2 separate regions of the Zea mays genome follow, and region 1 is linked to region 2. The links are chromatin contacts, called in public Hi-C maps. All regions are on one chromosome and are shown on one strand. Each heading gives the region's core, a stretch centred on a gene start, on an enhancer-like site or on the middle of the called end of the contact. The rest is flanking DNA. Distances are from core to core; before and after follow the strand shown.

Region 1 (3,761 bases), core at 578-3,077, 170 kb after region 2:
CCGACATCGCTTACTCCCTGCCTGAAGACATCCCAGGAAGCAGCCGCTCGTATATTTTACCTGCTATTCTGTGGCGGACGATATGGGATTGTAGGAATAGATACATCCATGATGGTGCAACTTCCACAGCCCCCGGAATAATTTCTAAGGTTGTACATGATCTGAAAATTTGGCGCCACCGTTTGTCAGAGGGCTCCCCCCCCTATATAAAAAAACAAAGAATTTGATCCATCAAAGAAGGCTAATATCTAATTCGTATTCGAGTCCAGGTATTCTGTATCCGATCCGTATCTGATTTATATATATGTCTGTATATTTAAAGTTGGATATTTAAGATATCAATATCCATTCAAATCTTGCGACACAACTCAATATACGGTCCAAATCCAAGAGAAAATATAAAAACAAATATAGTACAACAATATTTGTTTGAATGCGATCCGATTAAACCTCTGCCTGTATCAGAGATAAATCGAATCCCGTTGGAGGTGTACAAGAGAAGAGGCTACAAACGTTGGTTCACGTTGGATAGTTAAAAGATGACAATGATCAATAGCATGATCGATAGTTAATAGGACGTGATGTGACAGGAGATATAAACTCTTCGTATGGAAACACTGTCTTCAGTGGAGTGTGAAAAATAGGTAACACGGAACTGTAGATGATGATATTATTTAACACTATTTATAGAGAGAAGTTTAAAATATGAGATCGGATAAGAGATATGATAGCTTTAGGTGATCCATAAGCTAAATACGCTCTCTTTGTGGTTCAGATTTTAAATGCTAACAGCGCAGTTGTTTTGAAACGGAGGAGGTATATATATTTATACTATTTTCATGTTACGTGATTATACGTTTAAGAAAAAAAACCATTGCTGGTCAGATATCAATAGTCAAGTTCAATGGAGACAATATAGAATTATAGAAACATACTGTTTTCCTAATCACGTACCTGTATAGGTAAAGTCATTTGTAGAAAACTTCTAATACCTAGAATCCTAGCTTGGGGAAACTATTTCTTATTTCCGTTCTGAAAAGCATATTATAAACAACAGATTCTGTGAAGTTCTGATATATAGTTTGATAGCCAAGGTCGTCGCATTTTTTTCATTCTGAAATTTCTTCTTTCACTGCTAAAAGCTTCACATGATTCAGTGTGTTCTTTTCCTCTCCAAATTATGAACTTTTTGGACCTAAATTTGTATAGCCCCGTTTAGACGTAGATATTGGAACACAAAATTGAAAATTAGAATCAGTTTTTTTAATTCTATTATTTGGTTGCACATAGAATTGAGATTCGAAATCAGAGACCAATTCTCTGGATTTGGACTAGAAACTCTCTCTCGATACAAAGCATCACCCCTTAAAATTGAGTGGAATTAGACCATTCTAAATTTCAATTCAGTGACATCTAAACAATAGAATTGAAATTACATTTTATTTCAATACTATGACTGATTCGGTATAGAACTCAATTCAATTTTATGTCCTTCAATATTGACATCTAAACGGAGAGGTACTGTTATGGGCTTATGGCTAGTTTAAAAACTTAAATCCTCTTATAGATTCTCAGGGTTTGAGTAAAAAATGAGCTAATTTTTTACTTAATCTAAGAATCCTTCCCAAGAATCCTGAAAAAAATTTAAATTTTCAAACAAGTCCTTACAATATATATATATATATATATATATATATATATATATATATATATATATATATATATGGAAAATGTCCTTAATCGTCGAATCTTTTTGTAACCCGCACTACCCAAGCAAAGAATGAGTGGAAAACCCGCGTGACCGGTAACCGCCCGAACGCCACACAACACAAATCACAAAATGCGGTCGCTCCACCTCTCCCCGGCGCCACCAAGGCCGCCCCTCCCGACGCTGAGGCGGCGGCCGGCGCCGAAGCCCCACTTCTCCGCTCCCAGTCGTGGGGCTGCTGTCGGTGGTACCTCATTCTATTCCGCCGGCCGAATCTCTTTGCCGCGCCACCTCGCCGCCGCGGCTCCAGAGGCTGGGGCGGCGGCATCCGGTCCTCCTGACCCCAGCCCTCTCTCCGCGGAGGCCGAGGCCGAACGCGCCAAGCTGGCTCAGGTAAGGACAGCCATAGAGTGTTAGTCAAGCGTCCTGGAGTCTGGAGATTGAGATTCTTGCAACCACGTGCTCGTTGTTTCTGCCAATTGGGCGACGAGGTTCTCCAGTATTTTGACTATTTGAGTGAGCTAGTAGAGCACATCAGCGAATGCGCAAGGAAAGAAAATGTAAGCAATGCCGTGGTAGTTTCTTATTCTGCTACTCCTTTGGAGGAAGACAGAAGCAACCAAATGCCTTCTGTGGTCTGGTGTGATTGAATGAAGTGGCACACCTTAGCTGCTTAGCATTCGATCAGTATTAACCATATTTGTCATCCTTGATACATTGCCTTAGTCCATTTATCAGAAGAGGTGTGATATCGTTTAGTTTTACCATATTCAGAAACCACATTTATTAGTTCTACCAAAATCTCATGTAAACTGTGATATCTTTTGTTCATGATTTCTGAAGTTGTGTTACTGACTTACTGTAACATTTGCCAATATCCATGTGTTAGCTAGAGGTGCTACCTTGTGTTACTTGACTCTTATCCTATAGTAACTTGGTTAAATTGTCAAGCTTCAAGAGAGTTGTTTCCTAAATAAACTTCGACATGGTGACCTTCAACTTCAAGAGAGTTGTGTTTCCTAGATAAACTTCAACACGGTTACCTTTCTAAATTTTTAGGCACCCCAGCTATTTTTCTCCATCACCTAGGTACTGGGATCTACCAACAGTCCAACACTCGTGTTAGCTAGGAGGTACCGTCTTCTGTCACTCGACTGTTAGCATAGAGCGACTTGGTTAAATTGTCAAACTTTAACAGAGTAGTTTCCTAAGTAAACTTTAACATGGTGGTCTTTCTAGATTGTCATGCACGTAAGCTATTTTCCTCCATCATATAGTTACTGGGGACTTCCAGAACTCCTGCTCCCAGCATGCATGCTACGATTCCAACACTCGTGTCCCCCCCAACGTACATTTACTAAGCACGCTATGATTCTCAAGTATATAGCCAATCAGTGATTACCTTTCTTTTGCAGGTTAGCAAAAAGCTAGAGAAAACAGCACGGCATTTCAAGAATGTGGGCACCCTGGGGTTCTGGTCCCAGTTGGTGTGTACGGTCGTTTCGGCCGGGATCCTGTCGTTCTCTGCGGTCGCTACAGGGAATGTAACAGCTCCCTTCACATTCAGTGCGACTGCGGTTGGCATCGTCGTGGCCTTCATCTGCGTCTTCCGGTCATTTGGTTACATCCGCCTTTCTGAAAGGCTTAAGAGAACAGCAAACGATCCTTCTAAGGTACTTCTATCGCTTAGAATAGTTGTAGGGCTGCAGCATCATTTTCTTTTTTTTTCTCTATGGAACAAAATGGTTCTGTTGTGTAGCCTATGGTATTAGCACCATCTTCCACCTGTTTACAGCCGCTTCGTGTGAAAACTTCTACACAATTCTGTTATCTTACTTCTGTGTGGTGCTCTTGCTAAAATGCTCTGGACACGCTTCCGAGACAAAAAAAAAAAAGAACTAAAATCGTTTTCTCCTCTTTCAGGCTCCTCCACGTGCCGATGTGGTCAATAATCTGAGAAACAGTATCGTGCTTAACGTTGTTGGAATGGCTGCTGCAGTTCTGGGCCTGCAGGCAACTGTAGGTGCTTTGGTAGGCAAGGCACTGACTACCT
Region 2 (3,966 bases), core at 961-3,460:
GTTTAGCCTACTAAATTATAATTACAAATAAGAATAACCACTCTTCTACTACAGAAAAGAGAAAGATGAGATTGGGGAAAAGTGTGAAAATAGAAGTAACACCTGAATTTGTGAATATGAGCAAAGAAATTTTATACCCCAAATTCAGGGTGTTACATTATAGTACCCGACAGAGTTAAACATAAAAAAACTTTGACTACTAATAACAATTTTGTTATTTAGTTTTGAAATTTAGTGGTCATATATATTTATCTTAAAAAGTATTTTTGCAAAAGTATAAATTTGATAAGGATTTATTTGTATTTTAACAAAAAATTGGTTGAATCTATATTTTGGAGACTATATGGCTGTTTTAAACGACTTGTATTTTGATAGCGGAGGGAGTATTCTCAACGCGGCAAAGGTGCCCCCGACCGTTGGAACTAACGTTTAGAAGTTCTTTTAACAATTACTCCATAGGTGTTATTCTCTGCGCGGCAACTGCATGCATATTGGTGGGCCAGTTCTCGGGACGCGCGCAAATTCTATAGGGAGACGTCCATCTCTAGCGTCGTCAATTTCCCCCCAGCTCACTCTATCTCTCTTTCCCGTTGGCGGAGGACATCACGAAGGGAACGGATACAATACAACGGAACGACCCACCCGCTGAAGACGTGTGCGGTCCATTCCCCGGCCGTTGGTTCCCGCGCTTTGGACGAATCTATTCCGCACAAGGTAGCCAAAGGTGACCGACCGTTCATGGTCATCATCTATTCAGCTGATTCGTACAGTATTTTTTTTAGCTGCCACACGGTTTCTCCACCGATCGTCATGAGAGTTGGAGCCTCGAGAGCCCTGCGAAGTTCGCAACGGTCATGCGATGCAATTCGATCATCTTTTACAATGCAAACGCACGTGCGTACATTTTGTATGGATGCAGGTCAAGACGATGTTTTTTTAGTACGCGACAAGGCGTGGACGCAAACACTTTCAAGTGTATTTCCGAGTACTTTCAAAAAGTCTGTTAAACACCCGCTCTGAGCATCTATCTCCAAGACTCATTCTAAATTTCACTCTCTAAATTATATCTAAAATATCATTTAATTGAGCTGTATATTCTGTATGGAACAGAGGCCAGGAGATGTTTGTTTCAAGACTTTGCTTCACCTCGTTGTAATGCACTTCGTTGTAATGCACTTGAAATTAATATATCAATTTTTTTTCAAAAAAATCATTTAAAGAGTCATTTGCATTGAAACCACTTTAAATATCTTTTCTATTTCTAACATCATTTTTATATCCTATTTGCATTCTGGAGAACCATTCACGTTTTCTATATTTAGCTAGCGAGAAACCCGGAATGGAAGATGACCATATTTGATAACCATTTAGATAAGCTTTTGGAAGGTATTTTTTATACAAAAAATCTCTATATACATAGATTAGAAAGGATATAGAGAGTCTCTCGGAGTTGCTCAAGTTATTATTTTAGAATGCCATCCAAATAAAAGTTAGTGTATATATTTTATCTATCTTCTAACATTTCTATATATCTCATATACACTCGAGATCTAACATCACTTTCTACCTTTGGCTAGTAAGAAATTTAGAATAGGGTTTCCTCGAAAGGAAAAAGATTAGAATTGATAATGATAATATTTAATGGTCTAATGTAAAACTGTTTATTGGTACTTTTTAATAAAAAAATATTCCTAATAAAAATAAGAAGGACATAAGAGGAGTTTAAAGTTGCTTATGAACTACTTCCTTCGTTCTATATCTTAAGGTCACAAAAGTTTATTCTAAGTCAAAATTTTAAAACTTTGACTATTAATAACAAAATATTCATAAACATTGACTAAATAAAAATGAAAATGTTACATTTATTTTTAAAACATCTAGCATAATATATAATTTCTTTAATTTAAAATAATTATTTTTTAGATATTATTGGTCAAAGTTTTAAAACTTTGACTCAGTATAAACCTTCATTACCTTAAGATAAAAAATGGAGAGAGTATATAAATAGTATAGTAGGGCATCTATCTTATATTTACATATAAGGTTATTTTCAGCCCACCAGATATATGGCCGAACAAAATGCTATTTTAATTTGAATTAGAAGATAAAATAAGACGTAAAATATGTTAGACCACGACGTAAATAACTTGGTCACGCAGGTCTCTCTCAGTTCTGCTCTCAATATAAAGACGCCACAACCACAACCAGGCAGATTACGGGCCCGAGCCATCGTCATCGAGACATCGACCGACTCCGACTCCGACTCCATCCACGGTCTCCTTCCGAGATCCCTCTTCTCCTCCCGCCCCCGCCTGACCGCCTCCCTCCTCACTCCGGCCCCTTCCGCATGTCAATCCATGGGCTGATACTCGAAGTCAGAGGTGCCTTGCCCGCCTCCCTCCTCCCCGATCCTTCTCCCTCGTACCTACTGGTAGCTGATCGATCTCTCCTCCTGTAACCCTGCCTGCAGTCACCGGGTGCCGGAAGCTGCGGGACACGGAGTTCTTCACCCGCCAGGACCCCTACGTCGTCGTCGAGTACGCCACCACCAAGCTCCGCACTCGCACCTGCACCGGTTCGTAACCCCCCTCTTCCTTCCTCGGCCGCCCCGGCCGAGTCTTCGCTGCACTAAACGTGCACTGCTTCAATTGTTTTCATTTTTTTGTTATGTGGACGTCGTACCGGCGTCAGACAATTTCGCATACCCACCAACCCCAATTCACACCCTGCACAGGGAATTCGCCTGCATATGATGTTGATTGAGCTATTAAAACATAATATACTCGTTCAAGTTTCACTAGGTTTGGCTGCCATTGTGCAAACTCTCGGTATTAACGACGTGCTATGAGGTGGGTAGGTGAACTTGATGTGGGATTGCTGCTTCCTGCCTTGTTGCCCACTCTGTAAGACTCGGTAAGAAAAAGAAAGAAACCAGGCAACAAAAGCTAGAAAAACATTAATAACTACAAAGACAACCAAACAAACGGCCACAGAAGAGATGGCAAAGGAAAACAACAACTAATGGGAAAATTCACAGCGAATCTGCTTTGCCCATAGGTAATGAACGAATGCCATCGATGGAACACCACTTAGATATGGAAACTGCCAGCCGACCAGCTGGGCTGGTTCTTTCTAACTTCGCGTAATGTCTTTATGCTTAGTTTATGTATGATGTCGAATCTCTAGATGCCCCTAGCGGAATATTGGTACCTTTCAATCATCGTATTATGCTTGACTTTTGATCATTTAGGACTAAATTATGTTGGAACAAGTACCACCCACACCAATTTATTTGTGTTAATTCATCAATGGCTGACAACTACCGTCAAAACATGAACATACCCCTGCTGCAACTAATGGGAGCATTCACAGCTAATGTGCTTTGGCCCATAGATAATGAACAAATACCACCAATGGTACACAGCTTAGATATGGACACCACCAGCCTAAGTTGGGCTGATTCTTCCTAACTTCGATAATGTATTTATGCCTACTTTATGTATGCTGTCGAAAGTCTAGATGGCCCTAGCGGAATCTTGGTTCCTCCCAATCAGCATATTATGCTTAACTTTCCATCATTTAGGACTAAAAAATTATGTTGGAACAAGTACCACTCACACCAATTTATTTGTGTTAATTCATTAATGGCTGACAACTACTGTGAAAACATGAACATACCCCACTGCAACGAAAAGCACTTACTTTGGGCACTAAAAGAGCTTGTTTTTTTCTCTCTCTTGTGTCTACTATCTGGATTCTGGAATTTAGCTATATGACTGGCTTGTGATTCCACGGTTTTGAATAACTCTATTTGCACACTTAAAAGTAATGAAGGAATTAGAGGAGTTATGGGTCTTTGTAGGTTGTGCTTTCAATTTGCTTTTGAAGTTGAATGGACCACCATTCTGATCATTTCCAATAAATCTCGGGCTGTACAATTTATAAGCAATTAGCACAAACTTATTT

Evidence for each region. Hi-C and Micro-C count contacts between places; a contact is called where the count stands out from the background.
Region 1: a contact with region 2 is called in a Hi-C map of tassel, with 2.7 times the contacts expected there. The contact joins the promoter of LOC100273175 here to the promoter of LOC100280708 in region 2. A contact is called at or near these places in 6 of 25 Hi-C or Micro-C datasets (bundle sheath, ear, leaf and 2 more).

Annotation. Positions count from the first base shown.
Region 1 is chr9:101,546,295-101,550,055 of Zm-B73-REFERENCE-NAM-5.0, forward strand. It overlaps LOC100273175, which reads left to right and starts at 1,828. Exons shown (of 4, transcript NM_001147620.1): 1 at 1,828-2,101; 2 at 3,124-3,381; 3 at 3,632-3,761. The coding sequence starts at 1,841.
Region 2 is chr9:101,379,244-101,383,209 of Zm-B73-REFERENCE-NAM-5.0, forward strand. It overlaps LOC100280708 (calcium-binding protein), which reads left to right and starts at 2,211. Exons shown (of 7, transcript NM_001153627.2): 1 at 2,211-2,381; 2 at 2,471-2,575. The coding sequence starts at 2,348.